2 separate regions of the Zea mays genome follow, and region 2 is linked to region 1. The links are chromatin contacts, called in public Hi-C maps. All regions are on one chromosome and are shown on one strand. Each heading gives the region's core, a stretch centred on a gene start, on an enhancer-like site or on the middle of the called end of the contact. The rest is flanking DNA. Distances are from core to core; before and after follow the strand shown. Region 1 holds the start of LOC100283234 (50S ribosomal protein L4-like). Region 2 holds the start of LOC100281283.

Region 1 (5,196 bases), core at 1,953-4,452:
CTTGCTAGAACCAGACAATGATCAGTCAAAACACAATGATTTCTTTTTGCATTGAGGATGTATGGACATCTAGAGAACCATGTTGTGGTAAGCGCTGAAGTAACATGAGTAATAACATTAGTTTAGAAGACTAAGTAGTGTGATTCAAAGGAGACCTCAGTGGCACTATTGCATGGCTGAATCCTAAGCTGTGATACTGATGTAAGGAGAGGTAGGGTTGGCTGAATTTGACATGAGATGATGAGAGGAGGCAGTAAAAAAGAGACTTGAAAGGGTGGAATATACCTAGATAATTGTTCTTGGATAGGAATGTGAAGCTCAGCTATTCAAAGGCCTGAACCATGATCATACTTTAGATCCCTTAATAATGTGACTATAATTGATGACTTAATAATACTTTATGCCATGTTCGAAGTTAGTGGGCATTTTTGTTTCTTTAGGGCAAGACTTCAACCAAAACTACTCTGTTAATGCCTTGTGTTACAAAATCATAATCAATGAAGGACTTCTCAATACAAATCTAATGACGTCAATTTTGAAAATATGTTTTAATAAAGAAATTATGAGCCAAAGGCTTGTCCTACTGAAACAAAATACACCTACTAGCTTCAAACGGAGATAGTATATTGTTTGCTCTTTCTTTTCGCTTTATGTTGGTGCCATGTTAGGTTTCAAATCTAACCCGCTTCAATTTGCTTGGGCCTACAAGGCTTTGTTGTTGCTGTTGGTTTTCTGACTAGGTTTAACTCCAGTTTCAGGAACTCTACAAAGAATCTGGAGTTCTTGGCTTCTGGAAAGGGGTAATTCCGGCTCTTATCATGGTAAGTCGCTGTTGCTCGCCGTTTCTGTTGCTTCTTAGTCGTATAGTGTTGCTATTTTACAATTTTATCTGCTTCTAGGTTAGCAATCCCGCAATTCAGTTCATGCTATATGAGACTCTTCTGAAGAAATTGAAGAAGAGACGAGCCTCTAATTTTAAGGGAGCTGATGGATTGACTGCTCTTGAAGTAAGCTTTTGTTTTTCCAGTGGTAGGAATTGCCTCAAGTGATTTATCTTGAGTTTTGACAATACCAGTTTGCATAGTGATTACTTGTTTTATTGGGGTCTGAAACCCTGAACCTATTGTAAAAGTGACTTGAATGAACTTTGGTTTGTCTGTGGTGGAAAAAAAGTGACTTGAAAGCCTGTTTGTCTGGGACATGTATTGGTTGCTATATGTTTGACTCTAGATGTTGGAGATAATTTGGCACTTTCATCTGCCCATCTATACTAGTATTCCTATGGTTTATGATAAAACTCTAACCTGACATTGCAAACATTCTTATTCAGATTTTTCTTCTTGGTGCTGTTGCGAAACTTGGTGCAACCGTCGTTACGTATCCCCTTCTAGTTGTTAAGGTGATTAATTATTGGATTGGTGATAACCACAGTTGTTCACTTGCATATTTGAGTGCATACCATAAATCAAGCCTTTTCTTCGTGCAGGCAAGACTTCAGGCAAAGCACATGATTAACGATGACAAGAGGCATCGCTACAAAGGTACGGAAGTTCTCTACCTTTTGTCTTTCTTTAATCAGGTCTCATTTCTTGCTGTTACTGGATTGGTATTGAATAATATTTAACTTGCCACGCCATTTCTTGCTGTTACTGACAAACTATTGAAGATCTTAATGTGCCATTCTTGCGCTCAGGTACACTTGATGCGTTCACAAAGATGGTACGATATGAGGGTCTGTCAGGGATGTACAAAGGAATGGGCACAAAAATTGTGCAAAGTGTTTTTGCTTCTGCTTTGCTTTTTATGATTAAGGAGGAGCTGGTGAAGGGTGCTCGACTATTGGTAACTGGTAACACTAGTCTGGTTAAGAAACTACCATCAAAGTCATCAAGATGAACTACGGGCATCGCAAGCGTTAGTATATCATCCTAAAAAGCCATTTATTATCCGCATAAACCGTAAACAAGGTCGACAAGCTATAGAGCTCGCCTCTGCTTTGGATATGTCAACTGTAGGTTACACAATAGCCAGTATGATTCACGTAGGGACCAAAGACTATGTTGGATAGATATTTGTATCATTCATGTAGAATGTATCGTGGAAGATCGAAACAGAAGAAAATAAATAAGTATGATAATTTGAACTTCGGCCATCTGCTCTAAACTTCTGATTTCCTGACTTGCTTTTACCTTATGGTTTGTGCAAGGGTGGCAGAATATCTGGAAAAAAAAACTATCATGAGAATGCAATCCGCAGTCATCTATTCAGGTTTCTTGACCTGCATGACTTTGCTTGTTACCTTGTCGGTAAGGAGACGCGTGCAAGTTGGTTATCATCAGGAAGCCAAGGGAACGTAGAACTTCTGATTAAGGCTGTGCGCAGCGGTCACCGCTAGCACTCCCCCTCCCCTTGCATGCCGTCTGTAGGGGGCACCCTACGGCCGCAGCGGTGCCCCCTACAGCGCCCCCTACGCGTCGGCACCCTTCTATCTCCCCCCAGATCTAGCGTGTCACTGTTCATCACCCTAAACACTGTGCTGTGGGTCCACGAGTAATTGTTAGTAGATAAAAAATTAATAGTTGATATAGAAAATGATATTTTATAGTTGTAGTGGGGTATAGGGGAGTATTTAGGGGGAACCGCTGCGGGAGATGAAAAAATAGGGAGAAAAATAGGGGGGAAAAGTGATATAGGGGGAAAAATTTAGGGGTAACGGTTGCGGATAGCCTAATCCTTTTTACCTAGAATTTCTGAAGATTCGTTTTCACCCTTTATCTATCCCAGCTGTGCTGAAAGCATTGGGCACTTGCAGTTGAGTCTGCAGGTGCAGCTGACTTAAGTGCACAGGCACGGTTTCGTCTCCTCCCGTCCCGTGTCAACCAGTTTTAGCAAACTGCAAGCAAATAAATTCACTTAACACGGCAAATGCCCTTTCATTACTTGTAATATTAATGGATTTTTAAGGAAAAATTACTCAAACTTGTGAAGTGCGACTGCGACTAGCCGACTCGGCATGAGACCTGACTCGGTGACTCCTGAGACAGTTGACAGTGTGCCTTCTTGTGGCGTTGGCAAGTAGGGACTACGAGTCTGTCTGGGGAGGAGTGGCCGAACCGAACGGGTGGATAACAAAGGGATAGAGAAGCGGCAGCTGCAGAGGCAGAGCGTCAGAGCCATCGTCCTCGCCTCACCCCGTAGTCCCGTACCTAGCGCAGCGAAGCCGGCACAATGCCAGCCGCCGCCGTAGTCTCCCCTCTCCTCCTCTCGCTCTCCTCGTCCTCCTCCCCCTTCCTCTCTTCCTCATCCACCTCCTTTTTCCCACCCTCCTCCGCTGCCGTCACTCCACACGCCGCCGTCAGGACGAGGGCGGCTGTCTCCGTCCTCCGCGCGCTGCGCGCCGAGGCGGCCACCCTCCCCGTGCTCTCATTCACCGGAGAGAAGGTCGGGGAGGTAACCCTCGACCTCAAATCCGCGCCACCCTCCACCGCGCGCGCTGTCGTGCACCGCGCTATCATCACCGACCGCCAGAACGCGCGCCGAGGCACGGCCTCCACGCTCACCCGCGGCGAGGTCAGAGGCGGAGGGAGGAAGCCCTATCAGCAGAAGAAGACGGGGAAGGCGCGGCGGGGGTCGCAGCGTACCCCGCTTCGTCCCGGCGGTGGCGTCGTGTTCGGCCCCAAGCCCCGCGACTGGTCCATCAAGATCAACCGCAAGGAGAAGCGCCTTGCCATCTCCACTGCCATCGTGAGCGCCGCCAAGGACGCCTTCGTTGTCGAGGAGTTCGAGGAGGCCTTCGCGTCGGGGCCCAAGACCAGGGATTTCGTGGCCGCTTTGCAGCGGTGGGGGCTTGACCCGAAGCAGAAAGCCATGTTCTTTGCCACGGACTTCGACGACAATGTGCGGCTCAGCGGCAGGAACATTGGTTCCCTCAAAATGCTCACACCCAGGACGCTGAACCTGTACGACATACTCGACGCACGCAAGCTCTTCTTTACTCCTGCTGCTGTAGACTACCTCAACTCCAGGTACGGAGCCAGTGTTTCCGATGACTACTATACTGATGACGAGGATGATGGCGAGGAGGAACTGGTCGAGCAAGAAGCAGAAGAAGGCACCACAGCAGATGCTGCTCCAGGTACATAGCTACAGAGTATGCTTTGCTGGTTGCAGTGCGCTGCTTGATTATTCCTGTACTGGCCATATATGGGCTCTCTGCTAGTAACTGCTATCCTTCAGTTAGTACATGTCTCAACAGGTTGAAGGAGAATAGCAAATGGTAGTGCTACGAAGCAGTAATGCCGATTGGATTGAATTGCATCACCATTATTTTGGGGAACATTTTATCTACAATGTAAATTTGAATGGCATAAAACCACACTACTCAAGGACCAAGACATGGGGTTTGAATATCGGTTTTGTACAGGACTATGTTTTGCTGAATAAAAATGCACCTCTTACCATATTTCTCATTTTTCTAAAAGAGAGTGGCAGGAGCTCTGCCTTGCATTGAAGGGAAATAAGATGGTTTTGTCTGAATGGCAGACACGCCTCAACATAAAATAGGACAACCACAAATTTCATGAGAGAGCCAACCTGCAAAGAAACAAAAACAAGACACAATTGTTGTGGCGGCCAATGATGTCGGTGTCACGGCGGGAGAGGGCGTGGTCGACCGTATGGAGACAACTGGGGCAGTATTACACCGTGAAGTTGAAGCCGAACAACTTGCTCACCCACTGGTGCCGCAGGATCGTTGAGAGGCGTTGATCAGGCAGGAACTTCACGCTAAAGTGGTTGGTGCAGATGAGTAACCGGCGCCCCCAGAGATATGGGCGCCAATGACGCACGACTTGCACCAAGTCGATGAGCTCTCGTTCGTAGGCGGCGATCTTCTGGTGTCATGGCACGAATGGTCAGCTGAAGTAGGCCAGTGGTCCTGCGCCCTACTGAAGGATAGCGCCGAACCCTATGCTCGTCGCGTCACACTCCACGACGAACAAGGTATCGAAGACTGGCAGATGGAGGACCGACACAGTGGAGTGTGCGCGCTTGAGTGCGGTGAAGGTCGTCTCAGCCTTCGGTGACAAGTGGAAGGTGTCCTTCCCTAGCAAGCTGGTGAGTGGCGCCACGATGAGGTCGAATTCCTATATGAACTTCCTGTAGTACCCCATAAGGCCCAGGAAGGTGCAGCCAAGA
Region 2 (5,196 bases), core at 812-3,311, 290 kb after region 1:
AGAGGAGGTTCATATTTGGTTGGTTGAGGAGCTGTTTTAAGGGAGGGTGGAGCATGTTTTTTTAGATCTCACCTTTCTTCACAAAAACGACTCCTAATCTTTCAGCTCCACACGAGAATCAGTTTAAAAAATACACGTTTGACACGGCTCCTCCAGATCCTCGCTTAGAATCAGGAGCTGGAGCTGTGCCAAACGGGCCCTTAAATGTCTAACATATATTTCAATTTTATCTAATCTGTCATCTATATGTAGAGAACAGAATAAGATATAGAGAATAAAATCTTCTTATAGGATATGAGACATTTTATAGACTCGCGTAGGAGTCAGTCTAATGCTTGATATCGAATTATTAGCATTCATCCGTCGTGTTGTTTTTTTAGAGCTTAGCGCTCATCGATCATCATGTTCAAAGCATGGCTGACCGGAATATATATAAATTATCATGTTCTTGCATGAGACGTGGGATTTATGATGGATTTGGGATGTGTCACTTCTCTTTTATTGTACGTGTATGTTTGAGATAGACCACTAAGACTTAAATCTGGATTTTCGGTGACCAGCTCCACTAGTAGACATTAAAAGGTTTTAGGTTCTAGTTCCATTTTGGTGATCGATAATAACGTGAGTTTGTTGTGAATAATGTGTGTTTTATAGAAATAACTTAGTTCATAATTTAGAGATATGTTATCTCTCTGTCCCGGACCCTAATGACTCTCACCCACATAGAGGCTTGGGCGCTTGGTTCACATAGAGGAGATCGAGCACACAACATCTTATGGAAGACATAAAGGTCGCTTTTGTGTTTATCAATCGATTAGTAGCAAGAGCACGTATGCTATTATGCACACCGCAATCTAAACCTCTCTAAACTGCCCACGTGTTGGTTCCTGATCATGTTTAGGTTCAACACCTTGTCGCCTATACCCCCACACTCTCTAGTAGCCTTCTTTTTAGTCCTTTACTACCACGTGTCCGTCCACAACAACACATATTGACAAGTAGAGATATAGCCTACTAGCATCCACATCGACATGTTCTCTAGTAAGATTTGCAAACATGGCATGTGCATGTCACAACGAGACATATAACTTGTATGCATAACAACTATAACGAACTAACTATATCTTTATCGGATATGATTGGGTTTTTTCTAACCTTATTTCAGTTTAAGTCAAGGTGTTCGTCCATCAACTACCGTCCAAGGCTCACATTGGTCCTTGAACTCTTAAAATGACCAGTTTAGTTCTTAAATTTATATTTTGAAGTCATTTTCAACTTAGAATCACGAAATTGATTGTTTCAACTCTTAAACTTTGTACATTAGGCTTAATTTCATCTATGAACTACACAATTGGTCAACTCCAGGACCACCCACAAACGATCATCACTATAGTTGTTTCCAACAATTTACCAATCCTATCTCACACCTCACCTCTTCTTTCGAACTTTACTCACCTCTTATTTCGAACTTTTACTCTATAAACAATGAAAAAAACAGTATTTTACACGGCCATATCCATATGTACGATCTGTTGACACAGCTTTAGGTAGTACTAGTGTCCTCCGATGTCGAATCGGATAACACACCTTTGACAATATTCATATTTTAATATAAATATATTTAAATATGCTCGAATATAAATAATCAGAATGTTCGATTATAATCGAAACGACTAGCTTCCTCCCTCGGCCCTATTGTCAACCACTCTCCCTGACAGTACGGCGCGTATAAAAAATGCATACGCTTCGTCCTTTCAGTCTCGTTAAAAATTGGAGAAAAAAAGCAGAAGAAAAGAGAGGCGAGAGACTTGAATGCCATGCCAATGCCATACAATGCGCTGCAGGCTGCAGCTAGCCAGTTCTGAACCGAACTGCCAATCATGAAGAAACAAGACAAGAGGATAGTCCGACGAGTGCAGCCGGAAAAAAAGGCTGGCCGACGTGGGCCGCACCGCGCCTGGTCGCCTGCCCGGGCAATAATATCTCCCGCCAGGCAGCCAGGCCGCCACGCCACAGATTATGACGCCTAGGTCCCGCTCGCCCCTCCACCCATGGGCCATCCGAGCAGTCACCAGTGCTTGCTTCTCCCGTACTTCTTCCCGGTCCCCCCACCGCAGCTGAGCTGCGGAACTCCTTACTCACCGACACGTAGGTCCCACCCGCTTGTGGCCCCGCCACCAGTGACCCAAACCATCAGAGCATCCTGTGCACGGAGCTTCCTCCTCGAATGCGCACTAATGGTGGTAGTAATAATTGCTCATTAGTTTAATGAGCAGCAGGTAGGCACTGTGCTGGCTGTGCTGTGCTGTGCCTCCATCTTCCGATTCCCATCCCCCGTCGTCGCTTGTTTGGTGCTGTCTTTTCCTTTCCGCCGCGGCAAAAGTGAGGAGCGCGCGGGCGAGTTGGGGGAGACGAACCCGTCATAACTCCCTCGCTTAATCGCGTCTCGTGCTCCTGCCTCCTGCGTATATAAACGCGGCAATCGGGACGCCCGGGGAGGCGTTCGTTCTCCTTCTCCATCCCACGCGCGCGCAGGCCAAGGCCGGATCGGCGGCCTCTCAGATCTCGCCGGCCGCCGTGAGACAGAGACCGAAGGGGGGGTTGACCGGTGCTCGGGAGGAAGATGTTTAGCGGGACGCAGCAGAAGTGCAAGGTGTGCACCAAGACGGTGTACCCGATGGACCAGCTCTCCACCGACGGCGTCGTCTTCCACCGCTCCTGCTTCAAGTGCCAGCACTGCAAGTCTACCCTCTCAGTACGTTCCCTTTGCCTTGCCCATGCTCTTCTCTCTTCTAATGGGTAGGTGGATGGATCTGTAGGGTGATGCAATGTAGCATCGGGTAGTAGATCTGCGAATTGCCGCAGCGAACAGATCTGGTGCGAGTTTCCTAGTACCAGGAAAATTCTACGCCCAGGAGAGGTCATGACTTTGTCCGTTTCCCATTCGCTAACTTGGTGAAAGAGGATTGGGCAGGGAATCCATGCAAATGGACACTCTTATCTGATCTTCTACTTAGGACGACCTGTCGATGTCTAGGCAAAGATAAGCAGCTCTGCGAGGTCTGACAATCTCCGTCTTCATCCTTTTCGCCTTTGACAGCTGAGCAACTATTCCTCGTTCGAAGGAGTGCCGTACTGCAAGACCCATTTCGAGCAGCTGTTCAAGGAGACCGGGAGTTACAACAAGAGCTTCCAATCACAGTCACGTACGCTTTCATTCACTACCGAAACCATTGGCATGCAAATACAAGTTTTTGTGTTTCTGTGATCTGATGCTCGTGGTGTACTTCTTTCAGCTGCAAAGATTACTCCGGAAAAGTTGGCCCCTGAGCTGGTGAGTTCCAGCATGTACGCGTTCGTTTTTTTGTCTGATTGTATTTTGAAATGAAGAAGTGACAAGTTTGTCCAAAATCTGCTATCCAGACCAGATCACCAAGCAAAGCTGCAAGGATGTTTTCAGGAACACAAGACAAGTGTGCGACTTGTGGTAAAACTGCGTATCCTCTTGAGAAGGTAATTTTGATCACATTATGTTGTTGTACTTTTCATTATTTCCTCTCAAAATTTTGGGATGTAGCTTGTGGCATCTAATTCAGTAGTTCATCAAGGTCAGTATTTGCTATGGAACATCTCAGGGTCAATCACCATGGGTTCCAATGGCTTTCACAACTGAACAAATACTCGTCCCCTTCTAGTCATGTTACCCAGGTCGTGCTGACAGCCTAAATTTTGCTCCATTTAATAATAAAACCAAATCTTTGTTCACCTTAATTCGTCTAATTATCCTTTCTTGATTGCCTTGAGTTATCAAAACTCTTATGTGGACAGTGGTTCTAATGCATGGCTGTTAAAAACATTGCAGGTAACAGTCGAAGAGAAGTCCTACCATAAGTCATGCTTCAAATGCTCCCACGGGGGCTGCGCGATTACACCTTCCAACTATGCAGCCTTGGAGGGCATCCTCTACTGCAAACACCATTTCTCCCAACTTTTCAAGGAGAAGGGAAGCTACAACCACTTGATCAAGTGCGCGTCCGTCAAGCGCGCTGCTGAAGCACAGCCAGAACAACCGGCCTCTGATTCCTCCTCCTGACCACGCCATTTAAACAGTGGGGGTTTGGAGGCGAGAGAGTTGGGAAGCCTCCTGTTTCTACTTAAAACCGCGTGATGTATGTTATTCCATCTATGCCCCGAGGATACTAGACTACTACTCTATTTTGGTATCCTCTGCTGTGCTAGCTGGATCATATCAGCGAACCATGGAATTGCTGTCATTTTCAATGAAACTGTTGTGCATCAAGTAGTGAAATCTTCACTGAAATCGGGTATCTTGCCTTTATTGATCAATATATTATCTATGTTGTTTTGTTGTCTTTAGTACTATGCAATCTGGTTTGGTAAATGGTCAAACTAAAAGGTTCTTTTTGGTTGAGTTGGTTGAGTGAACTTTCTTTTCTCTAGATATAGGTCAAAAAGCGACCCATTTTTGGGAGGTTTCTTTCTCCCAGAAAGGGAAATTGAAGAAGCTATCTCAGACAAGGGTTAAGGCTATCTCCAGTAAACTTTATATGATTGTGCAAAACACTGTATTGTAAATTGCATTGTCTGTAGAGTGAAATTTAAAATAAAGTATGCGATAGGTTGAAGACTCATCATACTCACAAAGATTTTTGAAGCACGAGCATAAGCCTAACTACACTATTAATATCTGACCTATCATACTCTCACAAAGATTCTTCAAGCACGAACATAAGCCGGCTGTAAAGTTTCCCTTGTTTCTCGTAAATATAATATAAAACGTACGTGCATCTTAGACCGGCTCCAGCGAGAACCTATAAAAGCTCTTGTCCTCTAAATATAAAAGCCCATGTCCTTTAAATATAGAGGTTTGTCAGATCCGTTATCCCTCCAACAAAAGACTCTAAAAGGTCCTCTAAAATTTAGAGGACGGCATGCCTACGCTATGTATACATGGTGTACGGTAGTTCTCTATACACTACTGATTCATGTGTCTGCGTTCACGTGCTGACGAGCGGTAATAAATAATATAGAATACCAAATCTGGTAACACTGTTGATATAGAGGATGAAATTTAGAGAATATTACTGGAGATGAAGATATAGAGTACATAATCTTTTAGAGAGTGATGTAAAATATAGAGAATATTCTTTTAGATGATGAAATTTAGGAGACGTT

The links. A called contact is a pair of places that touch in the nucleus more often than the background predicts.
Region 2: a Hi-C map of tassel shows a contact between it and region 1, with 2.2 times the contacts expected there. The contact joins the promoter of LOC100281283 here to the promoter of LOC100283234 in region 1. A contact is called at or near these places in 2 of 25 Hi-C or Micro-C datasets (ear and tassel).

The regions. Positions count from the first base shown.
Region 1 is chr1:38,264,475-38,269,670 of Zm-B73-REFERENCE-NAM-5.0, forward strand. It overlaps LOC100283234 (50S ribosomal protein L4-like), which reads left to right and starts at 3,203. Exons shown (of 2, transcript NM_001374454.1): 1 at 3,203-4,135. The coding sequence starts at 3,229. LOC100285700 reads left to right here. Exons shown (of 11, transcript NM_001158591.2): 7 at 753-821; 8 at 900-1,007; 9 at 1,331-1,399; 10 at 1,487-1,541; 11 at 1,694-2,163. The coding sequence ends at 1,896.
Region 2 is chr1:38,550,814-38,556,009 of Zm-B73-REFERENCE-NAM-5.0, forward strand. LOC100281283 reads left to right here and starts at 2,062. Exons shown (of 5, transcript NM_001154201.1): 1 at 2,062-2,755; 2 at 3,101-3,206; 3 at 3,297-3,334; 4 at 3,424-3,513; 5 at 3,863-4,318. The coding sequence starts at 2,624. The coding sequence ends at 4,093.